Regions from separate parts of the Zea mays genome. Here region 1 is linked to region 2. A link is a contact called in public Hi-C data. All regions are on one chromosome and are shown on one strand. Each heading gives the region's core, a stretch centred on a gene start, on an enhancer-like site or on the middle of the called end of the contact. The rest is flanking DNA. Distances are from core to core; before and after follow the strand shown.

Region 1 (4,216 bases), core at 1,674-4,173, 340 kb before region 2:
TGAATCTCAAGTGTAAGGGCGAGAGACTCCAAGTTGTGGAGATTCCTCGCAAACGGGATATTGAAAGGCAAAACAAAACACCGTGGTATTCAAGTTGGTCTTTGGACCGCTTGAGAGGGGTTGATTGCAACCCTCGTCCGTTGGGACGCCACAACGTGGAGTAGGCAAGCGTTGGTCTTGGCCGAACCACGGGATAAACCACTGTGTCCTCTCTGTGTTTGATCTCTTGTGGTATTGTGTTTTGTTGAGACTCTTCTCTAGCCACTTGGCAATAATTGTGCTAACACTTAACAAGTTTTTGTGGCTATAAGTTTAAGTTTTACAGGATCACCTATTCACCCCCCCTCTAGGTGCTCTCAGTTACCAGATCAAGTAAAGGCCTAAGCCTCTAATGTAAGAGTTTAGTGATACAGGTGTATCAAGTACTAGCGTCCTTGTCCCCATTGACCTATGTTTATACACAAAAAACTGAGTTCATACTAAAAAATGTAGACTTTTCAAGAGCATGAATATCCCTAGCTGGTAGTTGCATATTGGCCACTCCAGCATCTCTATGTCCCGATTCTTTCTATATATTAAACGAGGGAGCAAAGGTCGCACCTCGACCTCGCAATGTTCACATCGTCTCCTCCTCTGGCCGCCCGATCTAATTCCGACGGTGAAAATGTTTCATTTCTTTCGTTCTGCATCTGCCGTCGCCGTATGAGCGGTTTGATATTATCGCTTACTTGATTATTCTAGAACAGGGCGGCATATCCTCTGCACCGCAATGAAAAAGGCGCCATTTCGATTCACCAAGTGATAGAGCAACGCGAGCGCCCGGCTGTGTGGGCAAGATAGCGGCGATGTGACGGGTGAAGCGTGGGTGGCTGCTGGCTGGGGCCTAGGCACGATACGACAGGGGCCTCCACGCTCGATGATAGGGGCTTGGATGTGCGCAACTGCGCCGTGCCGGATGGCTGCCTAGCCAGCTGGGACACGAGCAGCTGGGCGTCTACCGGTGGGAGCGCTCCGTGCTGGGCGGCTACTGGCCGGGGCAGAAGCTGCAGAGCATTGCGTGGCTATGCAGGATTGAGGTGGTCAAGCTATGCATGATATGGAGGATTCAAGCCGCGGGGTGCCGGGCGACTATGCAGGGTCTCGAAACTATGCAGGATTCAGGTGGCTCTGTGTCGCACTGCTCAGCGACCCGAAGGAGTTGTTGCCGGCCGCGACAGACCACAGCGATGGCGGCAGTATCCCTGGCGCGCAGAGCAGCGACCTCGACCGCGCGTTGCTGCTATTCCCCCTCACATTCCCCTCCCCGCTCCCCCTGTGAGCCATATCCTTCTTTTACCAATTTGCAGCGTTCTTTGTCACCAATATTCAGAATAATGTTGGATTTAGATATATTGGATAGAAGAAGTGGATCATGCTTCTGAAAACAAACAGTGTCAGTAATTAGTCATTTTCAGAATGTATTGGGTGAATTGATCTAATCTTTTTGCCCTCATGTTATAGGAAAACAGTGGATTTCTCAACTGGTGCCTGGTGGTGGGAAATAGAGCGAAGAGCCCAAGCATCTTTGGGACAGCAATCACATAATTGACATTGTTTTTTCAGTTTACGCTAAAACTAGACTGATCAAGAAGGTGGCCCAGTTGTCAAAATGCATTTTTTTAATAAATGAAGATTTTATTCATAGTTCCAAGTACATTACATCGAGGTGATATAAGCCCTTGAAACGTCTTCCAGCCTCTGCTTAAACAGCACACAGGTTAAAACAACAAAAATATGATAACCCACACACTCTAATGGCTGTCAAAATGCATAGACAGAAGATGCCAAACTCTGGGTGGGCTGCATTTGATCGCAAGCAGCAGTGCAGATGACACTGGGTATGAAGGTCATGCTGATTCATTTCCGACGCTCTCAAATTCTGGAGTCCCTAATCTTGCTAGCAGCTCTATTACATAAAAAAGAATGGGCTGAAACCAAAGCCTTTTGCTTTAGTGGTTTGCCCTTCTGTTGATTCTGAAGCTGTTAGTAATGGATGTGGAAATAAGAATTCTACTAATCATGTCGATAATGGGAATCACAGTGCAATCTCTACATCTGTTAATAAAGTTATGCTCTTGAAAAAACGGCTATGTGGTGGGAAAGACAGTGCTGCTTGCCTATTGTCTAGGCACCACCTAGGATCTTTTTTTGAAACAGAGTGCTTATCGCATAGACCTAGATAATATATTAACAGGGTTCTCTTTCCATTTTCATTCGGTCCATTTTCATTAGGACCTTCTAATTTAGAAGCGTATGTCTCTGCACAATTAAATTTGGGTGCGGTATCTTGAGGCAATAGAAGGGCTTAACTGGGGTTAAAGCAGTTGTCAGTACTATTTTTTGATGGCCCAGTTGAATATGGAAAAACTGATTTGGAGACCAAATCCCAACTACACAAGACTTTTGAATGTTTCACTGAACATAACTTTTATTTTAACCTTACAGTTCGGCCTATAGAGTTCTAAGTTTCTTTTGCTTCACAACCAGGCTTATTTCGATAGCTTTTTTATTGCTAAATCTAAATGATTTCTACGCGCAGGACGCGCGCAATTTACTAGTTTGGTACAATTTGCGAACACGGTGAGATTAGACAACAACGCTCGAGTTTCCAATCTCTACCGGTGCAGAACGACGGCTCGATGATGGTAGGAAAGGTTGGCAATCACAACACGAATAAGAGAGTAATAAAGAGAGCGAGAGGGAAGTACGCATTACCGACTCCTGGATCTCCTCCCGGACGATGTAGAACGGATCCTGCGCCGAGCTCATGGCCTCTCCGACGAACGGATTGCCAGGCCTGGGCGCCTGGATTTTCCTCCCCTCGAATCCCTAGCAATATTTTGGGGGCAGGGGATTTGCTTGGTGCGGAGTCGCGGACTCGCGGTGCAGACGAGAGAGGAGAGATCCAGATCCCACTTCCACTGGTTCCTTCCTTGTTTCGTCTCGGTGACACTGCCACCAGGGTCCCACCTGCTTTCCGCGGCCGCGCTCGTGGACTCGGTGCACAGAGCATCCTCGGCCCACGTGGCGCGTCGGGCCCATCACGCAGTGACTTTAAGTCGTCGCTCTCTCCACCCTTCTTTCTCCGCTGCATCGGGAAAAGGGGAGCGAGAGGCGAAGCAGATAAGGAAGCCAGCCGGCAAGGGGAGCCACTCCGGCGTCGAGAAACCTAGGGCGAGCGCCTCGACGACTCCTATCACCCCATGGCGGCCTTCGCTACGGGCAGCACCACAGCGCGCGCGACGCTGGCATCGCCGACTTCGTGCCAGCCGGCCGCGCGCCGGGCGCCGGCCCGATGGATGCCGCTGCGCTGCTCGCCGCCGGCCCTGGGCCTCAGGGGAGGAGCGCGTTCTCGGCGGAGCGCCACGCTACGGGTGAATCCTTGCTGACCTGTACTCTCTGATTCGCGTTGCCTTTCAAGTGGCAGCTAATTGAAATTAGAATGGAGTATGTGAGAATATCGTGGAATTGTTTCTTTATAAACTACAGTAGAATGTGTCATAGGAACTCATCTCCGAATTAATGGCAGATATTGACAATTTAGGTCCACTGGCTGCTGTCCAGATGCTTGAACTATGTCCTGTACTCGTCGTTGCACTTGCCGGAGTTTGCAGCTACTATGAGCCATCCAATTTTAGTTCTGCTGCTGTATCAAAATTTCTGTTCCTAGTCCAGGACATCTGGGCTCAAAGACAATAAACTAGTATGAACTTGGTGTATCTTGGATGCATCCAACTTTTTTGAAAAATGGCCCCTTATCTTTTTAGGTTGTCAACCTTATGTAGGTGAAAAAAATTATGGCATGTAATAGCTTTGAAGATGTTTTCATTTTAATACTTATCATGTTACTTTCCAGTTTTCTGAAAATGTAGTTTTGTTTTTCATCCATTGAGTAGCTCTAGAAGTGAGCAAGTGACAACTGTTACTATACACAGCTTTTTTGTGTGCGCTTATAGTCCTATAACTGTTTTCTTACATGTATCCTTTTCCATTAGGGCTGTATATATCGTCCTTACACTTTAAAAACTTGTGGATTTCTACTATTTTTTCGACATTTTATCTGTATTTAATTTTTGGATGGATAGGTGGAAGCTAAGAAGCAAACTTTTTCTTCATTTGATGAGTTGCTGGAGAAGTCTGAGAAGCCATTGTTAGTTGACTTCTATGCAACTTGGTA
Region 2 (3,917 bases), core at 429-2,928:
CCGAACAATGAATAGTGCATGTCTGGTGCACAACAGACAACCTATAGTGCATGTCTGGTGTACTGCTAGGTTATGTTCTGGCGCGGGAGGTGAGAGTTCTAAGTTGGCAGGTGACCGTTGCGATGATGTCAGACCGTCTGGTGCTCTTGCCTCCCGAAAATCCCGAAGTTGTTGAGTTTGCTGGTTGCCTGCTATAAATATCACCGGACAGTCCGTTGCACATCGGACAGTCCAGTGCTTTGCTTCTCTGTCTAAGTTTAGGGCACCCACCAGACAGTCCGGTGCACACCGGACAATCCGGTGCCTCTCTGTCAGCAAGCTAAATTTTCCTCTTTTATTCAAACTTCTTTCAAATCATTTTGGCTATATTTGAGGATGTTCCTAAGACTTAGACAAACATTTGTGCTAACAATCCAACTAGTCTATATCTCATTTCTTGGACTTTTCTTTTCTCTAACTTATAATTCTTATATGCTCAAACTGGCTCCAAACGAATGATTCTTTGATCTTGAGCTATCCAACCTCTCTTGATATATTAAATAGGTTCTTAGAGGTATATGCAACTTGACCAAAGTGTGAAACTAGGTATTGTTCATATTTTTCAAGTTTTACCCCTCTATGGTTGGTTTTGAGCTATTTCTGACTTAGAACTGAGTTGAGTGGACTTATGCACCTATGAATCATAAACTAGGCAAACAAGTTAGTCCATAAGGTTGTGATGGTCATCAAGCACTAAAATCAATTAGAAAATATGGTAAAGACTATTTCCCTTTCAGTTTTCCTTAAACCTGAATCAATTCCATTCTTCTTAATTAATAGGCAGAGCTCCTGCCATCACGTTCAAAAAAAGAACGAAACCGAGATTAGAAGGAAAATCGAAATCGATGTCGCCCAATGGCAGCAGTTTCACGAACACCAAATCCCCTTGTCTGCACCTGCATTGGATCCATAAGCTTCACAAGAGGTGCTGCCTTGTCAAGTGGATCTACGGCTGGCAGTGGGGGTCCCTTGGACGACGACAGCCATAGGTGATGCGAAGCCGGATGTGGAGTTCCACGGGAGGCGAGCGTGAAGTTTCACGAAAGGTATGCAGCGTGGGAAATACAGATAGGGCTCAAATAGCTGGTTACTATATTTAGGACTGGAGTGATCGAGACCTAAACCAGTTTGACGAAATTTAAAGAAATAGGACCTCTATTGAAAGCTATTTTTTAGATATAAGTCATATATTTCAAAATAGGATCATGTTTGAGACTCTTGTTAGAGATGCTCTTAGTTAGTTAGTTACATGTCACAAATGGTGGATGCCAACGAGTGACACTTTGCAATACATGAATTGTTTGTACCAAAAAGAAAGTCTTGGGATATGTTATTTATCCACTTTATGAATCTTACTCATTCGGTCCCAAAATATAGTTATTTCTAGCCTTTTTTTTGTCTATATTAATAAATATAGACATACATTTAAGATACATTTATATATTAATTAATAAATGTAAATTTAGTCTAAAACACATTATATTAAGGATACATTTACATTTATGAAGTCTATTCCAATTTCTAGCCATTCATACCCCTGGTTCACAGGAAGATGACGAGGAGTTGGGCCGTGAAGCTCCACCAAACAATTTTTTAGCACTAATAGCAATCGAAGCTGCTTCAACCGGGATCAAGTGTTCTAGATCTGGTTTTCCAAACAAACCCGCAGTTTGTTTAGCCAAATGTTATGTTCACAACAATTTCACACTTGTGCGGCTGTGAAGATGCACACAACAAGAGCATTCCATTCCAGTGGCAGCCGCAGCCGCAGCCGCAGCCAGCCACCCGCATGGTCGTCTCGTCTTCTTCCCTGATCAGGCAGCAGGACTAGATCCATTCCCCCTCCCTCTGCCAATCTGGCCAGCTAGCCAGCCCAGTCCCCACGCCCATCCCATCCCATCTAAAAACTGCATCGAATCCTCGCCGCCGCACCGCTAGGACTCAGCCGACGGCATGCCGCCGCCCAACTCCGCTCCCCGCCTCGCGCTTCCCGCAATGGCCCGATCCCAGACCCAGACCCAGTCCCAGGGAGACCTCGACTTCCCGTCCCTCATCTCCGACCTCACCTCCCTGCTCCTCCACTCCCCCGCCAGCGCCGGCGCCGGTGGCTCCGGACCCGTCTTCTCCTCCTCCTCCCTTTCCATCCCCACTCCCAAACCCAAGCCGAACCCCAGTCCCACATCAGCAGCGCCGCCGACCCCGCTGGCGCGCGCGGCCATCGGGGCCTGCGCGGGCGCGGCCGCGGGGGCCTTCACTTACGCGGCGCTGCTCCCCATCGACGCCGTGAAGACGCGGCTCCAGGTGCAGGCGGCCGCCGCGCCGTCTGTGACCTCGTGGCAGGTGTTCCTGGACATCCTCCGGACCGACGGCCCCCTCGGCCTCTACCGTGGCCTCTCCGCCGTCATCCTCGGCTCCGCCTCCTCCTCCGCCGTCTACTTCGGCACCTGCGAGCTCGCCAAGTCGCTGCTCCGGCCGCACCTCCCGCCGTTCCTCGTGCCCCCACTCGCGGGGGCCAGCGGCAACGTCTCGTCCTCCGCCATCATGGTGCCCAAGGAGCTGATCACGCAGCGCCTCCAGTCCGGCGCCGCCACGGGCCGGTCCTGGCAGGTGCTCCTGGGCATCCTCCGCGCCGACGGCTTCCTCGGCCTCTACGCGGGCTACGCCGCCACGCTGCTCCGCAACCTCCCCGCCGGCGTGCTCAGCTACTCCTCCTTCGAGTACCTCAAGGCGTTCGCGCTGAGGCGCCGCGGCGGAGAGAGCCTGACGCCCGGGGAGAGCGTCCTCTGCGGCGCCCTCGCGGGGGCCATCTCCGCCGCGGTCACCACCCCGCTCGACGTCGTCAAGACGCGCCTCATGACCAGGGTCGGCGGCGCCGAGGGTAGCCGCACCGTGCTCGGGACCATGAGGGAGGTCGTCGCGGAGGAGGGGCTCGTCGGCCTGTCCCGTGGCATCGGGCCCAGGGTGCTGCACAGCGCGTGCTTTGCGGCGCTAGGCTACTGTGCCTTTGAGACCGCGAAGCTTGCCATCCTGCAGTGCTACCTTGAACGCTGCCAGAGCAAGGAGCCTGGAGCAGCAGCGCAGCCAGAGACGGAGCCTGGAGCTGCCGCTGCTACTTGAGAGTTTGCTGCCTGCCTGCTTTCCTTTTTGCGCCTTTTTCCCCAGGGAGGGAAGGTAACTGTTGCTGCTTGGTACTACTCTAGTCTAGGTGTATGCTACGTTGGCAGATGATGCACCATTATAGAGTAAATTTCAGAAACAGCATGGCAGTTACACAAGTCTCAACAACATTAAACTATTAAGTTACTAGACATCAAATCTGGTGGAAATTGGATACATTCTTCATAATTGGTTCGATTTGTGCGTATTTCTGCTGTTCCACTGGTGGTGAAACTACAACTGTTCCTTATCTGTCTAGCACCGTTGTTATTCTGGGCTATCCAGCCCCTTCTGTTACTGTTGTTAATGTGATCCCTCTTAATTTCCTCGTGCTTTGGTTGCTTTCGCTCTCATATGATATACTTGGCCGGTAAACTGTCTCCTGTTCTTTCATGTACAGTGCTGCATATTCTGCAATGGCCTATCATTTCTCCAGTTTGCAACTGAGTTCCATTTTATCTTATTTTGTATTCCCTGATTTTCCTGTACAGTGCTGCATATTCCAGACCTACCCCATACAATCGTGCAGCCGGGAATCAATCGCCTTTTTTCTTTTTACTTCTAAAGTTTCCGGTGCCAGATCTCCATTTTGCTGTGCACTGAAGTTCTGGACCCAATGTGTTAATTCTGGTTCAACCCATATCAACTTAGCCTCCTGGACTTGGAGGATCACCAATGAGATGAGGCATAATTTCCGCACAAATATTCAGGAAGGGTTTTCC

Evidence for each region. Hi-C and Micro-C count contacts between places; a contact is called where the count stands out from the background.
Region 1: a Hi-C map of endosperm shows a contact between it and region 2, with 2.4 times the contacts expected there. The contact joins the promoter of LOC100273880 here to the promoter of LOC103650700 in region 2. A contact is called at or near these places in 2 of 25 Hi-C or Micro-C datasets (endosperm and tassel).

What each region holds. Positions count from the first base shown.
Region 1 is chr3:148,314,855-148,319,070 of Zm-B73-REFERENCE-NAM-5.0, reverse strand. It overlaps LOC100273880, which reads right to left and starts at 2,923. Exons shown (of 7, transcript NM_001148274.1): 1 at 2,755-2,923. The coding sequence starts at 2,808. It overlaps LOC100382686 (putative thioredoxin superfamily protein), which reads left to right and starts at 3,179. Exons shown (of 4, transcript NM_001175410.1): 1 at 3,179-3,413; 2 at 4,125-4,213. The coding sequence starts at 3,243.
Region 2 is chr3:147,969,711-147,973,627 of Zm-B73-REFERENCE-NAM-5.0, reverse strand. LOC103650700 (protein MITOFERRINLIKE 1, chloroplastic) reads left to right here and starts at 1,678. Exons shown (of 1, transcript XM_008676270.4): 1 at 1,678-3,523. The coding sequence starts at 1,993. The coding sequence ends at 3,156.